Regions from separate parts of the Danio rerio genome. Here region 1 is linked to region 2. The links are chromatin contacts, called in public Hi-C maps. All regions are on one chromosome and are shown on one strand. Each heading gives the region's core, a stretch centred on a gene start, on an enhancer-like site or on the middle of the called end of the contact. The rest is flanking DNA. Distances are from core to core; before and after follow the strand shown. Region 1 has its middle 19 kb from the start of ccnf. Region 2 overlaps tedc2 (tubulin epsilon and delta complex 2).

Region 1 (6,166 bases), core at 1,894-4,393, 42 kb before region 2:
CCTTAATTATTAGAGGTCACCACAGGGGAATGAACCACCAACTATTCCAGCATATGTTTTATGCAGTGAATGCCCTTCCAGCTGCAACCCAGTACTGGGAAACACCCATACACTCTCACATTCACACACTATGACCTATTTAGTTTATTCAATTCACCTATAGCGAATGTCGTTGGACTTGTGGGGGAAACCGGAGCACCCGGAGGAAACCCACGCCAACACGGGGAGAACATGCAAACTCCACACAGAAATGTCAACTGACTTGGCTGGGATGCAAACCTTCCTGCTGTGAGGCGACAGTGCTAACCACTGAGCCACCATGTTGCCCTATCTGAAGAGTATCTATTAAAAAATAAAGTAATTTTAAATGTAATGATTTGGAAAAAACAAAACTACATTTAAAATTCAAATGACAAAAAAACATTTATATATATATTTATATAGAAATGGCCCAGGAACACCCTAGCAACCACATACAGAACCATAGCAACTAAACTAAGCATTTTAATTGCATATAAACACCCTAGAAATACTCTAATTTTTGGCTAAAGTCTAGATGGGATACAGCTGCAGATACTCACATCAATAAAGCATCATTTCTGTAACACTGTACAACAATAAGTAATATTTTTACATTACTGTAATGGTTGGATTTAGGGTTGGGGTAGGGATAGATGTTAATAAAATACAATTTAATAGGTAATTTCATAAACAACATGAGTAATACTCAGTATAATTACTGTTTTTAGATTACTGTGATAGTTGGGTTCAGGGGGGTCAGTGTTGCCAGATTGGGCGGTTTTGAATTTGTTTTTGCTTGTAAAAAAAATGACATAGGCGGGTAGTGAATATTTGAGCGGTTTTGCAAAGGCAAAAGCCCCGGTCTTCACTTATAAACCTGTTATGATCTCCCAAAGAGATGCCATAACCCTGTTCTTCACATACTGTACAAATGCTTACAACAGTTGAGATCTCCCAATAAGAAAACACTCCCTCCTCAGCCTCTCAACTGGTTATTATAGCCTACATATTGTTGGGCTGTGCCTTTTATTTTTCAGTGGTTAGTTTCTGGGCTGGTATCAGTCAGCTACATCTGCCAAAACACTGATTGGGGTAGGGATAGACGTTAATAAAATACAATTTAATGGGTAATTTCATAAATAATATGAGTGATACTCAGTATAATTACTGCTTTTAGATTACTGTGATGGTTGAGTTCAGGATTGGGGTAGGCCTAGACGTTAATAAAATACAATTTGATGGGTAATTTCATAAATAACATGAGTAATACTCAGTATAATTACTGCTTTTACATTACTGTAATGGTTGGGTTTAGGATTGGAGTAGGGGTAGATGTTAAAAAATACAATTAATGCATAATTTAATAAATAATACAAATATTTCTTGTTAACTTCCAGCTGCAGCTGGAAGCACAAACCTAAATACTACTGTTCTATAAAAGAGAATATATTTATAGATCAATGCTAAATACTGCTTACCATCACCTTGGTAACCAGCTGCAACACACTCTGATGACAGAAACTCACATAATAATCCTGAATTCAGAAAAAAAAAGTCAAATGATTCATAGTAAAAACAAGTTAACATTTCTAGATATTAAAACAAAAAGGCCACTTATTTGCTCTAGTTGCCCAATAAATATTGAACTAATATATTAGTCAGTTTCATGTATAGAAATGTTAAATAAAGAAATGTTAAATATATGCACAGTAAAAGTCAGAATTATTAGCCCCCCTGTTTTTTTTCTGCCTAACAGAGAGAAGATTTCTGATAATGTCTGATAATATTTTTTCTTCTAGAGAAAGTCTTATTTGTTTTATTTCGGCTAGAATAAAAGCTTTTTTTTTAATTTTTTGAACATCATTTTAAGGTCAAAATTATTAGCCCCTTTAAGTTATACATTTTTTCGATAGTCTACAGAACAAACCATCGTTATACAATAACTTGCCTAATTACCCAAACCTGCCTAGTTAACCTAATTAAACCTATAAATGTCACTTTAAGCTGTATAGAAGTGTCTTGAAAAATATCTAGTCAAATATTATTTACTGTCATCATGGCAAAGATAAAATGAATCAGTTATTAGAGATGAGTTATTAAAACTATTATGTTTAGAAATGTGTTGAAAAAATATTTTCCGTTCAGAAATTGGCGAAAAAATAAACAGGGGAGCTAATAATTCTGACTTCAACTGTGTGTATGTGTCTCATTTTACTTTTATTAGTAATGATAACAATACAAATCAGTCACACTTTACTTTATTGTATTATTAACACTTATTCACACTATTAACAAACCATTAATAAACCAGAACTTTTTTTAAAATGAGCTGAAATAACACAAATCTTGAGTTTTTTTTAAAGGAACAACTCAATCATTTTAAGTTCAATCCACCAAAATTTGTGAAAACTTATGACAAAACTTAATTCCTTCACATTGTCCTAACACAAATCGATTGTGTGGAACCCGGCAGCTTTCACACTGTAGTAGTTGGGTTTAGGTTTTGGATTAGGGATGTAGAATAAGCTCTTACTTTCTAAGTGTTAATAAACAGTTAATATCCTAATAACAATCATGGTCGGTGCTTTTGAAAACACTATTGGTTGGGTTTAGGGAAGAAGGAGGGTTGGTCAGTCAGTCAATCAACAGCGGCCTCTGGTAGATTTACGCGAGAACAGCAGGCAAGAATGGCACTAGCAAGAGTCATTTGAGATCTCTAAAATGATCCACAACTCTAGTGAATTAGCAAAAACTGCAAAATAACGTAGCTCCTGGGACGTATTTGGCACTCTCCACAAATGTATATAGTGGTACGCTTTCAAAATGAGCCTGGGTTGAATAGGTACTAGTGTGAATTGTTCCACTCTAAAATAGCTGGAGTGTTAAACTAAAGTGTTTCCTTAAAATCTTAAGGCAATACTCCCAAAACGATTTTATTTTTGTAGAAAAAGAGGAGCTTTTATCACTACTCAATTAACAGGTTACAGTGGAGCGAAACGTGCCCTATTTTTAAAAGCCGCCCTCTTTTCTCAGCGCTGGGAGAGGAAGCAGTTGTGCTGAAGAAGGCAGGAAAGGGAGCCGCTGTAATTGATCGGAGAGTTCAGCGTCCAGCCGTGCTCAAGACTGGGCGGATCGCAGAGGGAAAAACGCTTCACTGCCAGCATTCCTGTAATCTAGCCTGACCATCACTCGCCTCCTGTGGCCTTTTCCCCTTTTCCCTAAATCAACCTGTTTCCTGCTCCAGCATTCACACGCTAGCTGGAGCTCGGGAAGGCCCGGGACGCTCCGTTTGGGAGCAATTACCTGTGGCTTGGTAAAGTGCTAGAGTCCATTTGGGAAGTGGAAAAGCGAGAGGATGCAGTAAGAAAGAGACTCGGGTTGGTAATGGATTTCTCACGCGGTAGAGATGATAACAGCACTGTATCGATCCTGAGGAAAGTGCTTTTGTAATGTCTGATTAATAAATGTAGGGGGAAAAAAAGTATTGTGGATCCGATTACTTATGTCATGTACTTTTCAAACAGTATTGCAAATGCAGGAGTGAGACTGGAAAAGTTAAAGTGAACATATAATATATACAGCGGGGAAAATAAGTATTCCTAAAATTGCTGATGACTTGACGTTTTCCTTGGATGTTTGTAACAACTAAAGAAATCCATATTTGCACAAAGAAAACAAATCTAATTAGTTTACAAATGAAGTTATGTGTAATAACATGAAATGACACAGGGAAAAAGGGTTGAACACATGAAGAAAGGGAGGCGTGGAAAGACATGGAAAGCCCAGACAGCAGCTGAAATTTCTCAGTAGTTCTTCAGCATCTTCTGCCTTTCGTTAGTGTAAATGAATGTGAGCTGCTTCAGTCCAACATCTACATTAGCAGGAGGATGAAGATGAAACCAGAATGAACATTTCAGCAAGACAATAGCTTTGTTTCCATCCACCTATTTTATGCGCATTTTCATTTTGCAAATGCGCATAAACAACTTATGCGCCTAACTGGGTAGGATAAACTTTTTATTCGATAAGAAAAGATGCGTATAAACTGCGATGGACACACTTTTACCGCACAAACTCCAGCATGCGCATTAAAAAAGGTCATGTGATTTTGTTAAGAGATCATGTGATGCTTAAAATGTGTGTGAATGGACAAAACGTCAGGCTGAGCACTTTATAAAACATCTGAAGTGTTGTTTTGGTCATTTTGAAACACCTTACCATTTCAGTTATTATATTATTAATGACCTCCAGAATCAAGAGCGCCTGTGCTTTGCGTCTGACACCTTCAACCGCCACTGCGCGCTCACTGCTTGTCAGGATTGTCTTCTGAGGCGGATTCATTTAGAAAAGATTGATGCAGCTTCTCCTACTGCAGCAAATGCAGTTTTTACTGTTGATATTTGGCGCCAGTTAATCAGGAAGTGACGATTTTGTTCGCTTTGACTAGTCGGATGGAAAAGATGCTTCATTCGCACAACTTTTATGCGATAATCCAGCTTTGCGCATAAAGTTTATTCGCATTTTTGGATGGAAACATAGCTATTAATGCAAAACACAGCCAAGAAAACTCTTAAATGTTTTCAGAGAAAGAAAATCAAGCTGTAGAATGGCCCAGCCAATCACCTGACCTGAATCCAATAGAAAATAGAAAATTAAAGATTTGATAGATGAATTCTTGCTGATTTCTTATATTATATATATATATATATATATTTTTTTTTGTATGTTTGTCGCACTTTAATGTTTCAGATCATCAAACTAATTTAAATATTAGTTAAAGATAACAAGTAAACACATCATGCAGTTCTTAAATAAACATTTTCTTTTATAATTATTATTAGGGGAAAACGAAATACAAAACTACATACGTAGTATTGTGTGAAAAAGTGTTTGCCCCCTGAACCTTCCTTTAGCAAGAACTGCAGTCAAGCATTTTCAATTACTTGCAATGAGTCTGTTACAGCGCTGCGGAGAAAATATGGTGGTTGGGTTTTGGAGCATGAACCGCCTTTTTGAGGTCATGCCACAGCATCTCAATTGGATTCAGGTCAAGACTCATTCTAGGCTCATTCTAAAAAACGTACCGCTATATACATTTCTGGAGAGCGCCAAATACATCTGAGCTACGTTTTTTTTTTTTTTTTTTTTCAGTTTTTGTTTTTGCAAATCTACCAGAGGCAGATGTGTACACTTTTTCAGATCTCAAATTTCCCTCACGAGTGCCACCCAACAAATAGTGTTTTCAAAAGCACAGATTGATCCGATCACCCACTTCCCCAAATCCAACCGCAGTGTTTTATTAAGCAATCCAGAAAAAGAGAAGCCCTCTCCTGATTTTTTACCACGTTTTAAAATTTTACCACATTCTCACCCTGTTATTTACTTGATTTTTTTATTTTTTGGCTTCTATTTTTGTCTTACCCGCCTTCTGGAACCGGTCTTTGCCAGACTTGAACCCTGTCATCTTGGTCAACTCCTCTCTGCGTTTCAAGTATGTCGATGTAAATGGCGAGCTACTGGATAAACTGGTACCATCGGGAAAGCCGCCCATACGGAGGTAAGCAGTCAGCAGGTAAGCGAGAAAAGGAAGAGTGTCATACCGCCCCGTAGCATTTGTTTTGAAAACGAAATGCAGCCATACATACTTCTGGCTAAATAATTCTCAGTCTCCAAAAATACATATAGGGCTACGTTTTCAGAATGAGCCTATCTTGGGACGTTGACTAGGCCACTCCAAAGTCTTTATTTAGTTTTTCTTCAGTAATTCAGAAGTGGACTTGCTGGGGTGCTTTGGATCCTTGTCCAGAATCTCAATCGGATTAAGTTCAGGACGTTGACTAGGCCACTCCAAAGTCTTTATTTTGTTTTTCTTCAGCTATTCAGAAGTGGACTTGCTGGTGTGCTTTGGATCCTTGTCTAGAATCTCAATTGGATTGAGCTCAGGACGTTGACTAGGCCACTCCAAAGTCTTCATTTTGTTTTTCTTCAGCCACTAAGAAGTAGACTTGCTGGTGTGCTTTGGACCTGCTGCAAAACCCAAGTTCGCTTAAGCTTGAGGTCACTAGCAGATGTCCAGACATTCTCCTTCAGGACATGTTGGTGCACAGCAGAATTCATGCTTTCATTTATCGCAGCAAATCCTCCA
Region 2 (6,817 bases), core at 1,966-4,465:
ATTAACCATTAAAGAAGCAGTTCACCACAAAATTACAATTCAGTCACAATTTACTCGCTCTCAGGCATTTTCAAAGCCATATAAATGTACGTGATCACATAGGAGGACCAGTACGCAAACAGATCTCGCTTCCCATTTACTCCAATAGTATTTCATTTTTCCAACTATGGCAATAAATGGGTGACGAGATCTGTTTGACTACTGATGTTTGTCCTAATATCATGCTTTGTGTTCAGCAAAACAAAAATTGCTCATTTATTTTGCTTTGGGACAATCTTAGTGTGAGTAAATGAGGACAGAATTACATTTTTAGTTGTGATCTATCCATTTAAAATCAGTAATTGATTCCAATGTTTTTTACATATTTCATTAAGATGAATTAGTTCTAGCACGCCACCATCAGAAGGCAATACATAATCATTAGAGTCTCACGAGACTAATCCATTAAACCCAATATGATTTCCATTATAACCTACACTCACAGGCCACTTTATTAGGTACACATTACTAGAAATAAGGTACTGCAAAAATTATTTAGAGATTTTGGTCCATGCTGACATGATAGCATCATGCAGTTGCTGCAGATTTGTCGGCTGCTCATCTATGATGTGAATCTTCCGTTCCACCACATCCCAAAGGTGCTCTATTGGATTGAATTCCGGTGACTGTGGAGGCCATTTGAGTACAGTGAACCTATTGTCATGTTTAAGAAACCAGTCTGAGATGATTAATGATCGGCGCGTTATCTAGCTGGAAGTAGCCATCAGAAGATGGGTACACTGTAGTCACAAAGAGATGGACATGGTCAGCAACAATACTTAGGTAGACTGTGGCATTGACACCATGCTCAATTAGTGGTAATGGACCCAAATAGTGCCAAAAATATAACCCCCCCCCATTACACCACCACACCACCACCACCAGTCTGAACCGTTGATACAGGGCAAGATGGATCCATGCTTTCATGTTGTTGACACCAAATTCTGACCCTACCATCCGAATAGCGCAGAAAATCGAGACTCATCAGACCAGGCAATGTTTTTCCACACTTCTAATGTCCAATTTTGGTGAGCCTGTGCGAATAGCACCAACAACCATGCCACGTTCAGAGTCACTTAAATCGTCTTTCTCCTCCATTCGGCCAGAGTTGCTGCCATGTGATTGGCTGATTAGAAATTTGCATTAAAGAGCAGTTGGACAGGTGTACCTAATAAAGTGGCCAGTGAGTGTATAACGTAAAGTCCACATGACCCGAAAGTTGCTTTGACTTTTAGTTCAGTATGTTGATGTACTTCCAACTGAAACTGAATATTGAGCAGAAAGTGGGGCTTTCTTTTGCGCATCATTCTTTCATTGGAAACTCACTGCAAACTAACAATAAGAGTGGCGTGGTTAAGGAAATTAATATACAATTGCTATGGAAATTCTCAGGTTGACTGAGAATTTGCCACAGCGGAATGAACTTATCCAGCATATGTTTTACGCCAACTAATCCAGCATATGTTTTACGCCGACTTATCCAGCATATGTTTTACGCCGACTTATCCAGCATATGTTTTACGCCGACTTATCCAGCATATGTTTTACGTAGTGGATGCCCTTCCGGCTGCAACCCAACACCGGGAAACACCCATACACACTTGCATTCACACACATACACTATGGCCAATTTAGCTTATTAAACCCATGCAAACATGGGGAGAACATGTAAACTCCACACAGAAATGCCAACTGAACCAGCCAGGGTTCGAACCGGTGACCCTCTTGCTGTTACGCCGAGTTCAGACTGCATGATTTTCAAAGTAGTCGTGTCACTGATGTTTTCACACTGCATGACTATCTGGGCTAGCGTTTTGTCGCTGCTTTGTTTACACTGCAAATGGATCGGCAAAAGGGGCTTTCACATTGCATGACTTTACAATAGGAAGAATCACCGACAACATTGTCCAAACTACGTCCCACAGCCAAAAACATGAGGTATATCTTTTGTTATTAACTATATAACAAGAAAGAAGCCTGTAATGGGGTAGAAAATGTAAATATTTGCTAACCTGGGTTTGAATGGAATTAGCACTGTCTCCTCAACTTTCTTTTTTTACTTTCTGTATGAAACGTCAAACACACTAGTTTTTTCCTCCATTTCTTGGGTCCAAATAAACTGAAAATGAGAGCTTTTAACTTCTCCCCCAACCTCCCGCTGACCTGCAGGTACACACACAAGTGAATGCCGCTCTCTCATTGGCTGTAGGCGATCGCTGATGTTATATTCAGTCAAAACTCATTTCACACGGCATGATTTGAATCGCCGAAAGTTCCAGATATTAAGCACGCCAAATTTCTCACAGGCATCGGCGACTCATCGGCGATTCTCTCAGATCGTGTCTTTGATAGTTCATACTGTGTGATTGTCACTCACGTGCACAAGCACTGATTTGCCTGTGATTTCAGAAATTTGTCGCGATTTCTCAAAACTTGTCGGCGAGTCATAATCGGGGCTAAAATCATGCAGTCTAAAGTAGGCATTAGGCAATCGTGTTACCCATTGCGCCACCGTGACGCCAAAACAAATACAAAATTTGTATTATTATCATTATTTAATATGTATTAATTAGATTAAAAACATTCACCCTTTTGTGCAGTGGCTGATATTTAAATGCTTCTGTCGTGTGTCGTTGCTTTTGGTGCAAACAAACAAATCGCTTGTCGCTAGAATCTTGCATCGTGTCATGTTAGGATACAGTGTAAGAATAACAACGTAAGCTAGCAAAACTAACATTTCAAATTTAATTTCATGCGGACTTTAAAATAATTAGAAGTCTGTGATGTTTTTGTTGCTGTTGTTTAAGCAGGGATGTCATTAGTATTCAAAAGACGCCAGTGGTTTGGCAGGCTGAGTAATGAATTCATACAGGAAGAGCTCATCAGAAAGCCACATAAAGGCAGTAATAGAGGATAATGCTTGCTGGATGGAGGAGTGTGACACGAAACGAAATGAAATCCTCACTCACGGATCCTGAGAGACGTCAGCTGGAAGCTTTATTCGAGTTTGTGAACAGCAGCTGCAGTCGCTCGTGTGACCCATTAAAAGACAAACGCGCTCAGAGAACTTGTTTAGAGTTTTGGAGATGGTTTGGTGTCAGCTTGTAGATATACCTCCCTGCTGTGCTTCTTGGAATGCAGCGGATCAACCATGAAATACAGTCTTGTTTTTCGAGCAAGTCTCACTCTGAATCCAAAACCAGCAATGGGAACTGAATGCCTCCCTCCGCCAGAAGAGAGTACAGACCACGCAAAGCTACAGCGCTGGACCGTTCTCCACCAGGAGGGCAGTCCCAGAAACCCGCAAGGCTATCGGACATTGCCTGTAAACAGAAAACAATGCAGAATTTATTAAAGGGGATCTATTATGCCCCTTTTTACAAGATGTAAAATAAGTCTCTGATGTCCATACAGGTTATATGAGTAAATTCAGCTTAAAATACAACACAAATAAGGTTTTATAGCTGTTTGAAACTGCCCACTTTTAGGCTTTGGTCCTAGTTGTGGCACTTTGATGACTGTGGCTTTAAATACAAATGAGATTGTGCTCTTTTTCATAAGAGGGCGGAGCTATAAATGCCTATGTGTCTGCATAGTGGCAGATTCAAAAACAAGACTAACACCTTATGCTAATGAGGGAGGGATTGTTACTAGTGGGCGGGGCTTTTCTCCCTCTGATGACACCAAAGGAAAAATGTCAATCAAGGTGTTTCTGCAGACTGTTTTTATCAAGTGGGATTATAAAAAATACAATTTAACCTTCACCATTAGAGTTGGTTATATTCACAGACTTTTACCAAACAACTGTTTAAACCCCTTATAAAAGTCATTTTTTGCATAATAGGTCCCCTTTAATACACAGAAAATGAGTAAAACAAATTGCAATATTTTTAAAATGTTAAATATCATTTTATATTGATTTTTAAAAAAGGAGCCACTACTCTAATATTTAGTGTCATATGATGCTTTATAAATCATTATAATGTGCTGATTTGCTGCTGAATATAATCTAAATAAACTCACAGCGGTGCGATATGGCTTTATATCAGCACTGGTGGGAGGCGCGTGCCTATATATATGTGTGTGTGTGTGTGTCTATATATATATATATATAACAAAAATAATAACGGCAAGAATCTACATTTTGGAGAAATATAAATTCAATAGAAAAAGAAAGCAAATATATATATATATATATATATATATATATATATATATATATATATATATATATATATATATATATATATATATATATATATATATATATATATATGTGTGTGTTTTTTAAATAATAATAATAATAATTTAAATAATAATAATAATAATAATATATTTTTAGAATTTTTATATTCTAAAAATATAATAACTAATATTCTTTATATAAATATTTGATATTGGCCACAAAATTGAAGTTACTTTTTTTATTTTATCATGTTTAGCAGTTTAATAGTCACCTAACTAATATTTAATAGGTTTATACTTATACTTCTATGTCAGGACAGATTCATACACCACCACTAGATGGCACCACTAACTCGGTTAGTTCTCTTATGTCCATAGAATATAATTTTTCCTGTAACTTAGTAGACTCTTTATTCCACGTGATTAATAAGCTACTAATTAGCCGACATATCGAACTAAGAAAAAATACTAAGTCCAGTTGAAATGAGCAGCCTAAAATACTTTAACATTCCCCCCTGAAAAGATAGGCCACATTGCTAAGAGTTTACCACTTTCACTTTCCTTCGGCTTAGTCCCTGCTTTTTCATTCATTCATTCATTCATTCATTCATTCATTCATTCATTCATTCATTCGTTCATTCATTTTCTTTTCGGCTTAGTCCCTTTATTAATCCGAGGTCGCCACAGCGGAATGAACCGCCAACTTATCCAGCACTTTTTTATGCAGCGGATGCCCTTCCAGCAACCCATCTCTGGGAAACATCCACATACACACACACACACACTTATTCACACTCATACACTACCCAATTCACCTGTACCGCATGTCTTTGGACTGTGAGAGAAACTGGAGCACCCAGAGGAAACCCACGCGAACGCAGGTTGAACATGCAAACTCAACACAGAAACGCCAACTGAGCCGAGGTTCGAATCAGCGACCTTCTTGCTGTGAGGCGACAGCACTACCTACTGCGCCACTGCATTGACCATCCCTACTTTTTGATAGTTTAAATTAATGCTAAATATACTTTTATATACATTTGTAATATAATCTAAACTTAAGACACTTTCAGGTATTACATTTAATAAATTAAGACATAAGAACAGATTACTTGCTGAGGATAATAACAAATGCAAAGGTGAGAGTTGAAAAAAAAAGCACAGACAAATTGCAAAGGTCACCTCATTGAGCTTAGAAAATATGAAAATCTGTATTTATATAGAAGAATCACATCCCAGAAAACCTCAGGACAATCTCCTTAAAACTATTTAAGCTCTTGCTTCCAGAAGTTGTGAAAAATGTGTTCCTGTTTTAAATTGTGTGTGCATTCACTGTTAGTGGCACGCAACACTGTCATGCTAGACAATTATGAAAGATAACTTTACAAATGTATTCTGCTCAGATATTTTTTAAATATATATTAGAGATGGAAACACGAGAAATCTGTTGATCTGAGAAATCTTGAAATAAAAAGCTGCATAAAATCCTTTTACAAGACCTGGCATCAAGTTTTAGATTATACCAGCGGCTTACCGTGATATCAGCTCAATTACACTGTAAACTACTGGAAAGAGGGAATATTGACTCCTTGAAGGGATCTTTTTTACTCTTATTTACTTTTTTATAACCTTGCTTTTTTATTATTTTGCATTGTTGTTTTTTTCTCTTTTTTTTAAATATATGTTTGTTTTTAATAAATACATTTAATTTTAGTTTATTTTGAGGGGACAGTAGGAAAATAAGAAAACCAAGACGGTCTGTGATTTTTCTTGTTCTGTATTTTGTACTACCACGTATGGCCTAGTTAAATACCAATAAAAAATGTGTAAAATAAAAAAATATATATATTTGAGATGGATAAACAAAACAAATGATTCGACTCAATTGAGCACATGTTTTTAAAATGCATGTTGGAATAAAAAAAATAAAAATGATGGATGGAACCAAAGCTAATTGCTAGTTAAGCTTTTTAAACTAGTTGCTTAAGACACCTTGTTTAGTCCAAATGTAGGGGAAAAATGTATTTCTTGAATATAATGGTGCAGATTTAAGTGTTAAGTCTATGCAAAGGAATGATAGACAAACTATTCCAAAATGTACATAAAACAATGGATGTTACTGAAACCTGCTGTAGATGAAGGGCCTGCTGAAGTTGCTCTACTCTAAGCTTTTGTCTCTCCAGTTCTCTTAGTTCCTCCTCACTGGTGTAGGACAGGACTGGCGGCAGGACGGATCCATCACGGTCAACCCATTCACCTCTCCTGCGAACAGGACACAGACACCTGGAGCTCCACTTATCCCACCTCTCCCAATCTGAGGAACACAAGGGGTTTCTGTATTACTGCATTTGAAATATCCAGTTTATCAAGCCATATAATCCAACCTGAAGTAAACTGCAAAAAAAAATAGAAATGTCTTAAAGGATACATCATGAAAGAGATTTAAGTGATATAATTGGGTCTCTGGTGGATTTTTTTTTAGATAACATGAAAAAGGAAAGCCAGAAGCTTCGTTTTGATAAGCATTATCTGCATACATGAGGAAAAATGTTTATCGTGCGCAGATTTCGCTCTTCTACATAAGAAGGGGCTC

What was found. Hi-C and Micro-C count contacts between places; a contact is called where the count stands out from the background.
Region 1: a Hi-C map of an unstated tissue shows a contact between it and region 2, with 3 times the contacts expected there. The contact joins two enhancer-like sites. A contact is called at or near these places in 2 of 18 Hi-C or Micro-C datasets (caudal fin and an unstated tissue).

What each region holds. Positions count from the first base shown.
Region 1 is chr3:11,035,233-11,041,398 of GRCz12tu, reverse strand. No RefSeq gene overlaps it. Among named protein-coding and RNA genes, the nearest start is that of ccnf, 19 kb to the left of the region's middle. Within about 2 kb of position 3,143, at least 10 of the 62 cell types and tissues checked have an H3K27ac peak or open chromatin away from gene starts, as enhancers often do.
Region 2 is chr3:10,992,244-10,999,060 of GRCz12tu, reverse strand. tedc2 (tubulin epsilon and delta complex 2) reads right to left here. Exons shown (of 10, transcript XM_073944170.1): 9 at 6,351-6,538; 10 at 2,470-3,362. The coding sequence ends at 3,222. Among named protein-coding and RNA genes, the nearest start is that of tedc2, 19 kb to the right of the region's middle. Within about 2 kb of position 3,215, at least 4 of the 62 cell types and tissues checked have an H3K27ac peak or open chromatin away from gene starts, as enhancers often do.